Linked DNA regions of Triticum aestivum: region 1 is linked to region 2. Evidence: chromatin contacts called from public Hi-C data. All regions are on one chromosome and are shown on one strand. The core of a region is the stretch at or near the end of the contact, and the rest is flanking DNA. Distances in the headings are between cores, read along the strand shown.

Region 1 (4,773 bases), core at 955-3,454, 200 kb before region 2:
ATTCTAAGAATCCCCTTGAGTATACATTTAACTAAAAAAAATATCATGACATAGATCAAAGTCAACCATATTCTCTGTCTAATCTAGAATGATGCGTGATGCGTGTATGATTAGTGCACAATTATAAACGAGTGTGTCATAAGTTACGATCCACCTTAAAAACATAAAGTTGTTGCACGTCTTAAAAACATGCAGTTGCGAACCCGCTTTTATAGAATCACAACATAATTTGATCTACGACTAATGGCGTGAAAGAAGCCTAGTTGAGACCCACCTTGTCCCATGAAAATAGAAAAAAATAGCAAAAAAATGAAGAACAACAACAACAAAAAAGAAAAAAAATCAAGAATGAGAAAAAGATAAAAATATAATAATAAAACTGATTGTATGTGGACTTTTAAAGCATGAAGCTTGAAAGAGTGTACCAATGTCCAAATTAAACAGTACAAAAAGTATCGCGTTCACAATGTGAAGTAGCATCCTGTAGAAGAAAAATAGAAAACAGTAGCTGGTTTTTTTTTACAAACTCCGAAACTTTTTATTGAACCGTCAGAATATTTACATGAATGAAAGAAAGACCATCAGGCTGGTCAAATCAAACATGACGACCCAGGGATAAAGCAGCTGGTAGCATCGAACCAACGAGCAAAAGCTCGCGAAAAAGGCCCATTAACAAGACCGCTGCACGGTGAACGATTGAACAAGGACACAACAACACACGAATGTCAGAATGCTTTTGATCCAACGGCTGTCCAGGTGAATGAGACCATAACTACAACTGAGCTGAGTTGTAGCAAAACCGATTACCTAATCAGCCCGTTGAATCTCTCGCATGATGATCTCAAGCGCTCGATCATCCACCACAAGGGCATTATGAGACATGTTGAGCACCTTGACCATCCTAAAATCCCCACCACGGCGGCTCCACGGCGTCTCCACCGCCATGGCGCTCGCCAGGTTCACCACCCCGTCGCCGTCTCCGGCGACCACAGACGGCGTCGCGTCGAAGTCATCCCCGGGATACACTATCCTTTCAGTTGTCCCCACCCCGACCCCGATGACGGAGGTCACCGGCACCCCGGGATGCGGCAGCTCCCCGCCAAACAGCGGCAGCACGCGGGACTTGTACGGCCTGACGGCCTCGCCAAACCCGATGGCGACGAGGTAGTCCGCCACGTCGCCGGCCGAGTAGTTCCTGCTCTTCGTGGTAGCCAACGGCGTCGCGGTGCCGAAGGCGGCCGGGCTGGGCAGTATCCATAGGCTGCTCTGCAGGCTCCTGCCTTGCCGCAGCAGCGCGCGCGGCTCGACGAACGGCAGGCCCATGTTGTTCCCGGAGACGAGCGTCAGCATCCCCAGGACGATGCCGCCCCACGGGGCGGCGATGGGCACGAACCGCCGCACGAACCGCTGGCGCCAGGCCAGCGGCTGGCGGACGAGGAACTGGTGCGCCAGCGGGCCGCCGGCGCTGTAGGTGGCGATCACCACCGGCATGCCGCCGTTAAGCCCGCTCGCCCTCTCGACGAGGCCCTTGAGCGCCCGGAAGAAGGCGTCGCCCACCCTGGACGGGTGCCCCACCGGCGCGACGGCGTACCGGAAGTCGTAGGGCGCGCCGAACATGGTCTCGCCGTCGCGGTACCCCATCTTCTCCAACCGCTCGATAAACGTGCTCATGTAGGAGAAATTCCTTGAAAAATCGAGAAATTTCAGCCGGTTCTGATTCATAATTATGGGCACGACACGATTGAGCAACCGATAGCTAGTACTTACTTGCGGTCAGGATCGGGGTAGCGGAAGGCTTGGGTGGAGCCGAAGAAGGGGACGCGCGTCTCCACGCCGGGGACATTGGAGTAGTCGTCGGCGGCGGGGTCGTACACGGAGCTCATCTGCTCCGCGAAGCACGGCACGTTGCCGGGGTCCTGGAGGGCGGAATAGTTGAGGTAGAGGCGGAACCACCCCTCCTCCTTGCGCGCCCCGCAGCCCGGCGACGACGGCCGGTAGAGCTTGGTGAGCCGCGCGTCCAGCTCGTTGGTGGCGTAGCCCGGCACCAGGACGACGGGGTGCAAGCGCGGCGCCGCTTGCACCGCTGCTAGTGCCACTGCCAGTAGTAACTGCGCAAGAAGCAACGGGGTCGCCATGGATGGGCCGATGGAATGATCAAAGTTAATTCAGAGTCGTACTCCTTTTGTCCAATCTGCAGATGGTGGTAGGCGAGATGGGTGTTGATTGGGGGCTTGCGACCAATTCACATTTTATACACGAAGCATCCCATGTCGCTCCTATCCACAATGCGCATCAGTTGGTCCATGTGGATTAAAGTACAGTAGTAGTTCTTGACATTTTGCTTGTGAGACCCAAGGGGCACCGGATGTGAACGTCTGCTTAGGAAAATCACTAGTAATTCTTTGATTCTCCTCTAAACAAGGAAGACTAGGCATGGTACCAAGGTCCTTTGGACACGTCCATGTTTTTTATGTTTGAATAGAAGGCAGCGTTTGACACTTGAAATATTGACCACGCGGATGTGTGCACAGAATCATTTTCGAGGATTTCGTGAAGACTTCATTATGAAGTGACGGAGGGATCGTACCATTTGAGCCTTTTCTTTTTTAACATGGATCAGTGGATACTACCTCCGTCCTGATTTATTGGTTCATTTTATATTTTGTGTCAAAGTTTGATCACATATTTGACCGCTAAAATATAAATCGTATCCCATAAAAATCATATTGATGGGTTTGTATTTGAAAGAAGTTTGCAATGATATTATTTTTGTGGTATATAACATATATTTTGCTAGTTAAATCTAACATCAAAGTCCGACACAAAATAAAAGAGGACAAATAAACCTGAACTGAGATAGTACTTTCTTTTAAAAAAGGAGTATCCTAATTTTTTTTCGAGATCAAGAGTATGATACATGCGTGTGAATATTTGCAGGACGGGCTTTATGGAGCCTTTTAAAAAAAGATCGAAAATTATATTTAATAGTTATAAAAAAATAAAAAATAAATCCATAGAAACTTATACTTCCTCAGTTCCTAAATATTTGTCTTTTTAGAAACGGAGGGAGTATATGCTCCGCACGAACATGTGAAAAATTGGATGAGGAAGTGTGTGTGCGCGCGCGCGCGTCTTCCCGAAAAAATAAATTCCTTTAGAAAATTATATTTGAAACCGCTCGGCCTCCATTGGCTGTTTCGGTCTTCTTACTACCATAGTTTGCAACACACGTAGCACACATTAGAAGACACTAGAGGGAATAACCGTTCCAACACAACAAAAAGCAGCCTCTGACGTGGAAATCCATAACTGGACACGAGCTCATATCATGCTGGGTGAACAATAAATTTGAAATATATATATATATATAACTGATTTTTTTTACATCAAACATTAACCAGTTTTCTATGTGCGTGCAAACATTCATAACAATATGACATTGGGGGAGCTCGGGGTCGAAAAGATAAAATTAGTGCTCAAAAAAAAGTTGAACCTTCCTCAAAAATTGGATTTTTCCCCCCTAGAGATCCTCTGATGTCATATCCCCAGGACGATGCCGCCCCACTGGGCGGCCGTGGGCACGAACCACTGGCGCCAGGCCGAAGCTGTGGGTGGCGAGCACCACCGGCCTGCCGCCGTTAAGCCCGCTCACCCTCTCGACGAGGCCCTTGAGCGCCTAGAAGAAGGTGTTGCCGACCTTCTACGGGCGCCCCACCGGCGTGACAACGTACTGGAAGTCGTAGGGCGCGTCGAACATGGTCTCGCCATCGCGGTACCCCCATCCTTTCTAGCCTCTCCACCAACGTGCTCATGTAGGAGAAGTTCCTGAGCATTTTTTTTGATTTGATATCACCAGCTCATGAGGAAAACTGAGAAATTTCAGCCGAGTTTATTCAGAAATAATTGATTGCTACTTATTGCGATCTGGATCGGGATAGTGGAAGGCTTGGGTGGAGCCGAAGAAGGGGGCGCACGGCGGTGGGGTCATACACGGAGCTCATTTGTTCCACGAAGCACGACACGTTGCCAGGGTCCTGGAGGGCAGAGTAGTTGATGTAGAGGCGAAGCACGACACGTTGCTAGTGTCCTGGAGGGCAGAGTAGTTGAGGTAACAGGATAACTTGAAGTTGTATCTCGACCTCTTACAACTAAAACCGGATACTTATTAAAACACACCTAGATAACAGAAAAATACATCCGGTGATCGCTTTCTCTCAGGGGGACGAGGAGAGGAGCACCGAGCGGTATTATTGATGTACATATGTACAAGATGATACCATATAATACTCCGCTCTTCTACTGCTACAAAATGATGGCTGCAAGAAGATGTAGTCTTCGATAGGATAAATTTCTCCCCCTTGTTCTGGCATTTCTGCAGTATAGTCCACATATACTACCCCTTTCCTTTGATATCGATGCATATCTATTGTGTAGATCTAATGTAAGTCTTACGAGTATTTCGGATGAGTACCCATGGTTGCTTTCCCATTTCGATTCCTTTACAATACTGGGCTGGCCCATTTCTAACGTTTCTTCACGCTTGCTCGCTCGTTGTTTGGTGTGCTCGCTACTACGGTTTTCTTTGTTTCATTTTTTCATTTTTTTGTTCTTCCTTTCAGTTTTCTTTCTTTTCCCCTTGTTTTCTTTGGTTTTTCCTGTTTTCTTCGTTTTTCATCAGTGTTCTCTGTCTCTTTCTCAATTTTCACTATTTTTTTTCTTTTCTTTCCCATTTTCTTTGTGTTTCTTAGATTTTCTTTGTTTTGTTGGGTTTTT
Region 2 (4,528 bases), core at 1,290-3,789:
GTCATTCGTCTGTACGGTGAGCAGTATCTTCGGGCACCAAACGAGGAAGATACAAAGAGATTAATGGAAATGAATGAAAAAAGGGGATGGCCGGGGATGCTAGGTAGTCTTGACTGCATGCATTGGAGGTGGAAAAATTGCCCAAAGGCATGGCACGGAATGTATTGCGGTAAAAGCCGTGATGCTACCATTGTGCTTGAGGTCGTAGCATCTCAGGACACATGGATTTGGCATGCATTCTTTGAGTTGTCGGGAACACTCAATGATATCAATATCCTCAATAGATCTCCTTTGTTCAAAAGATTAATTTCTGGGGATGCTCCAGCTTGCAACTACAAAGTCATGGACAATGAGTACTCAATGGGATACTATCGCACCGATGGCATCTATTCCGAATGGGCAACTCTTGTGAAGTCCATCAAGGAGAAAAATGAGGTGCCCTTAACAAGAAAAGAGGCTCATTTCACCAAGGCACAAGAGGCAGCCAGCAAGGATATTGAGAGACCGTTCGGTGTTTTGCAAGCAAGGTTTGCCATAGTTCGTGGTCCAGCTCGATTTTGGGACAAAAAAACCTTGATGAACATCATGAAATGTTGTGTGATTCTACACAACATGGTCCTAGAGGATGAAAGAGGATTAAACCTCCCTTGTTTCTATGACAATGTTGATACCCGTGTGCAACCAGAAAGAAATCCTTCTCGCATACACGCTTTTCTTCAAGCACATCGTGAGATTGAGGATGCAACCACTCATGGTCGGCTCCGGGATGATCTAATAGAGCACCACTGGCAGTTGGATGGGCGGCGCATTGGCCCATGATGTATCTTTGTTTTACTTTTCTATGTCCTATTTGATTCGAACAATTAGTGTAATTTGCTCAAACATTGTTGTAATAATTTGAATGATTATTGTTTTATTCGGTGTTGTAATAATAACTAGAATGATTATTGTTTTATGTCAAATGTGATGGAATTTGTGACATGTCATATGATGAAATGTGTGATATATGAAATAACAGTTTTAAAGGTTGGGGTTGACACAAAGACTAGAACCCTCAAATCCAAGTTTAAGGGTTGGATTTGAAGGTTCTAGTCTTTGTCCCTGTTTTTCAACCCTTAAAAGTGTCAAAAAGTGGTAGTTCTCAACCCTTAAAACTGCTACAAGGGTTTGAGAGTTTAAGGTTCTACTAGTAATGCTCTAAAAGTACCAAAGTTCATCAAAACCATTGGCTCTAATAACATATGGGGCCAGCCTATTAGCACATGTATTATTAATCGGGATACTTCATGCCTAAGGCACGACTGGGCGGGAACCTTTCCAATGCATAGCTCGGCTCAATTATATCCAGCACTTGTTAGAAGCCGAGGTGGTTTCGGTCTCCTCGGATTCGGGCTGACGTCAAAACTTTGACTACAAAAGATGATTTCGTTGAACCATTTTTCAAGAGCGACAACCAATTTTCAAGACCGATGACCGAAGATAAATTGGCCGCTCAGGTGAACCGAGGTGCATCCAAATTTAAAGACCGGTTCAGGTGTTATTGACCTGTCCCGGCTAGGAGGCCTTTGACCATGTTGTCTTCTGGCTTGGTGGCCTGAGCTGAGGACTCCCATAGTCGGTTCCAAAGTGGGCCACATCGTGTGGCTCATGATGCATAAACAGAAGGATCCAGAAGACTTGATGTATACTAAAGAAGCTAGATTCATAAAAGACTCAGTGCCCTTGTACATGCCAACTAGGATATTGTAACCCTAAACCCTCCGTATATCTATATAAACCGAGGGATTAGGTATGGGTGTTTACATGTATTCTTTAGTTACTCCAACGCAATAAACACAAGCAAAATGTAGGGTATTATCTCATCAGAGAGCCCAAACATTAGTAAAACCTGGCGTACCTGTTACCGTTGTATCTAAACGCTTAGCTTAGGATCCCTACCTCGAGATCTGTCGGATTTAGCTCCGTCACATATGTCTCGGCACGGCCCAACACGCCTATAAAAAGGTCTGGCACGACATGACCCATATCGTACCTTCTATAAAAGGATTGTGTCGTGCGAGCCTGAAGTCCTCGACTCAGGGATCGGCCTAGCACGTGACTAAAAAGGCCGGCATGGTCCGGCATGCCTGTGGGCTGACCTTCTGGGTCGTTTCGGCCTTCCAAGCCATCCGTGTTTTAAATTTTAGTAAAATATAAAAAAATGAGAAAAAATAAAATACAGAAGAATCTTAAAATCAATGCAGAATACAGAAGAATCTACAAAACTAAAGATACAGACAAAGAAAAATACAGAAAATCTGAAGAAAAAAATAGAAATATTAAATATTAAGAAAAAGATACAGAAAATGTAAAAGGGATTCTTGCCGGACCGGCCTTTTTTTTGAGAAATTGCCGGACCGGCCTTAAGGCTTGACTTCAGGAATGGGCCTTCATCCATGGCGAGCCGAAGGCCACCCCGGCCCTTTTATTTGCCTGCCATGCCGGGCCAAAATCTATGCCCGCGGGCCGGTCTTAAAAACACGGCCTGGCCAGCTTTGCCCTTAACCAATGATTTTCAGGGAAGTACAGTAGCACGAGCATCCTCGGCCGAAGCAGCAATGGAGGAAAAGTCGACCCAGAAAGCGGCCGCGGCGGAGGAGGAGAACCCCTCGCCGGAGTTGTGCCTGAGGATCCCCGGGGACTACGCCGTCGGCTCCATCCCCACCGTCCTATACGTCCCCGACTTCATCTCCGAGACCGAGCAGTCCCAGCTCCTCCACCATGTACTGGACCAATCCTCTCCTTCCTTTCTACTACTCGCCCGATCCCCTACTTTGGTTTCGCTTTCTCCTGTCTTGCTCGTGTGGTCTGAGGCTCTCTCCGGTGGCGGATTCCGTTGCAGGTATACCAGGCACCGGCGCCCAAGTGGAAGATTTTGAAAAACCGGCGGCTCCAGAACTGGGGTGCGTGTTGCCGGCTGCAGTCCCTGAATTGAATCCCTGCTTGAAAATTTGCGCTATTCTTTTCTTTTCTTGCCTCTGGGAAAGTGTTGATTTGGTCGACCTGTGCTGTGCAGGAGGAGTGGTGCACGAGAAGGGGCTACTGCCGCAGGCATGTGAGTATTCATCAGCATTGTAATGTTCAGCACAATTTTGTGGATTCTGTGTCATGCTTTACATAACTGAAGTGCCCCCATGTGGTTTTACGGAGATACTTCAGGGATTCGTTGTTCCTTCATAATTTGGCTGCGATAAGCTTGCTAACGTAGTATGGATGCCCTCAGCCCTCTCTAGAATCCTTAGAATTGACGAAATCTCCGTCAGAGTTTGAGGAAAGAGACATGAAAGAAGATCTCATGTTCTCAGTTTTGAGAGATAACAAGAACTATTTGTATCATCATCTGTTCTCTCTTTCCATCAGTCAAATAAATCTGTTAAAATGGTTTGCTCCTTTTTTAATTTGTTTTGCTGCTTCAGTTATAATGCCCCGCAACAGAGCACATGTTTTTGTTCAAATCACATTTCTTTTGGTCTATCACATAATTTAAGGTTTACTGTTGGTCTATCATCCCTGCATCGCAGGCATGGTTTTATCATCAGGCAGACAGAAATTTATTTTAGATGCCCCTACCCCCTCTGTAATCCATACAATGGCAAAATCGCTATGAGTGTTTGTGGTAGAGACATGTAAAAAGATCTTGTGTGCTCAGTTAAATAAATTGCAAAAGCAATATGCAGTGTCTTATGTTCTCTCTTTCTAATAGTGAAACAAAAATGTTTATTTTTTATTTTTGACAAACAATTGCATTGGGCTATTCATTGTTAATGAGAGAGCTGGGAAGATCTCAACTCTGGGAGATTACAGAGATAGGAAACATAGAAAAGGAAGACATGAAAAGAGGGGATGTACAGGAGAGCAAAGGGCAAAAAACAGTAGCTACCTGGGCTGAGATGCTCGATCAGCGACCACACCGCCAGCTGGTACCAGTCTACCAGATACTGTTCGCGTAGGGGCATTGCACAAGCATGTGATCCCCAACAACAGATTGTTCCTTTGTGATCCCCAACAGTTGATTGCGTGCTCTTTTTGTGTACATTATTGTTTTTGGTCTATTGCATCATAAGGATTAATCCCATGTTTTCATGCAATTTTCTGGCTGGTATCTATGCATGCTTGGCGTTGTACAGAAGACAAAAAAAGCGTTTTCTCAGGAACTAAAAATATGATGAGTGCTTAAAATTACATACAGTGTACATTCTTTTTTACTTTAGTTAGGTGTCATCAGTTTTTAGCATTGAAATTACATTCATTTGTCTAATATTGCAGTACCTCCATGGCTTACAAAGATAACTGACAGAATCTGCCAGTGGACTGGTTTATTTCCTTCAGCAATCAATCATGTTCTGATTAATGAGTATCATCCTAATCAAGGGATCATGGTCAGTAATCATCAGCTCCATATTGTTCATTTCTCTAGTACATCTTCTATGGTTTGCGCTTCACTGAAGTACAATAACACTGCACCTTTCAGCCACATCAAGACGGCCCT

What was found. A called contact is a pair of places that touch in the nucleus more often than the background predicts.
Region 1: a contact with region 2 is called in a Hi-C map of an unstated tissue, with 7 times the contacts expected there. The contact joins the promoter of LOC123057918 here to the promoter of LOC123060306 in region 2. A contact is called at or near these places in 2 of 5 Hi-C or Micro-C datasets (leaf and an unstated tissue) and 1 of 1 datasets of contacts at active chromatin or transcription factors (leaf).

The regions. Positions count from the first base shown.
Region 1 is chr3A:63,771,114-63,775,886 of IWGSC CS RefSeq v2.1, reverse strand. It overlaps LOC123057918 (lecithin-cholesterol acyltransferase-like 1), which reads right to left and starts at 2,204. Exons shown (of 2, transcript XM_044480781.1): 1 at 1,768-2,204; 2 at 513-1,684. The coding sequence starts at 2,135. The coding sequence ends at 808.
Region 2 is chr3A:63,566,737-63,571,264 of IWGSC CS RefSeq v2.1, reverse strand. It overlaps LOC123060306 (alpha-ketoglutarate-dependent dioxygenase alkB homolog 6), which reads left to right and starts at 2,539. Exons shown (of 7, transcript XM_044482964.1): 1 at 2,539-2,762; 2 at 2,882-2,942; 3 at 3,056-3,094; 4 at 4,306-4,418; 5 at 4,511-4,528. The coding sequence starts at 2,598.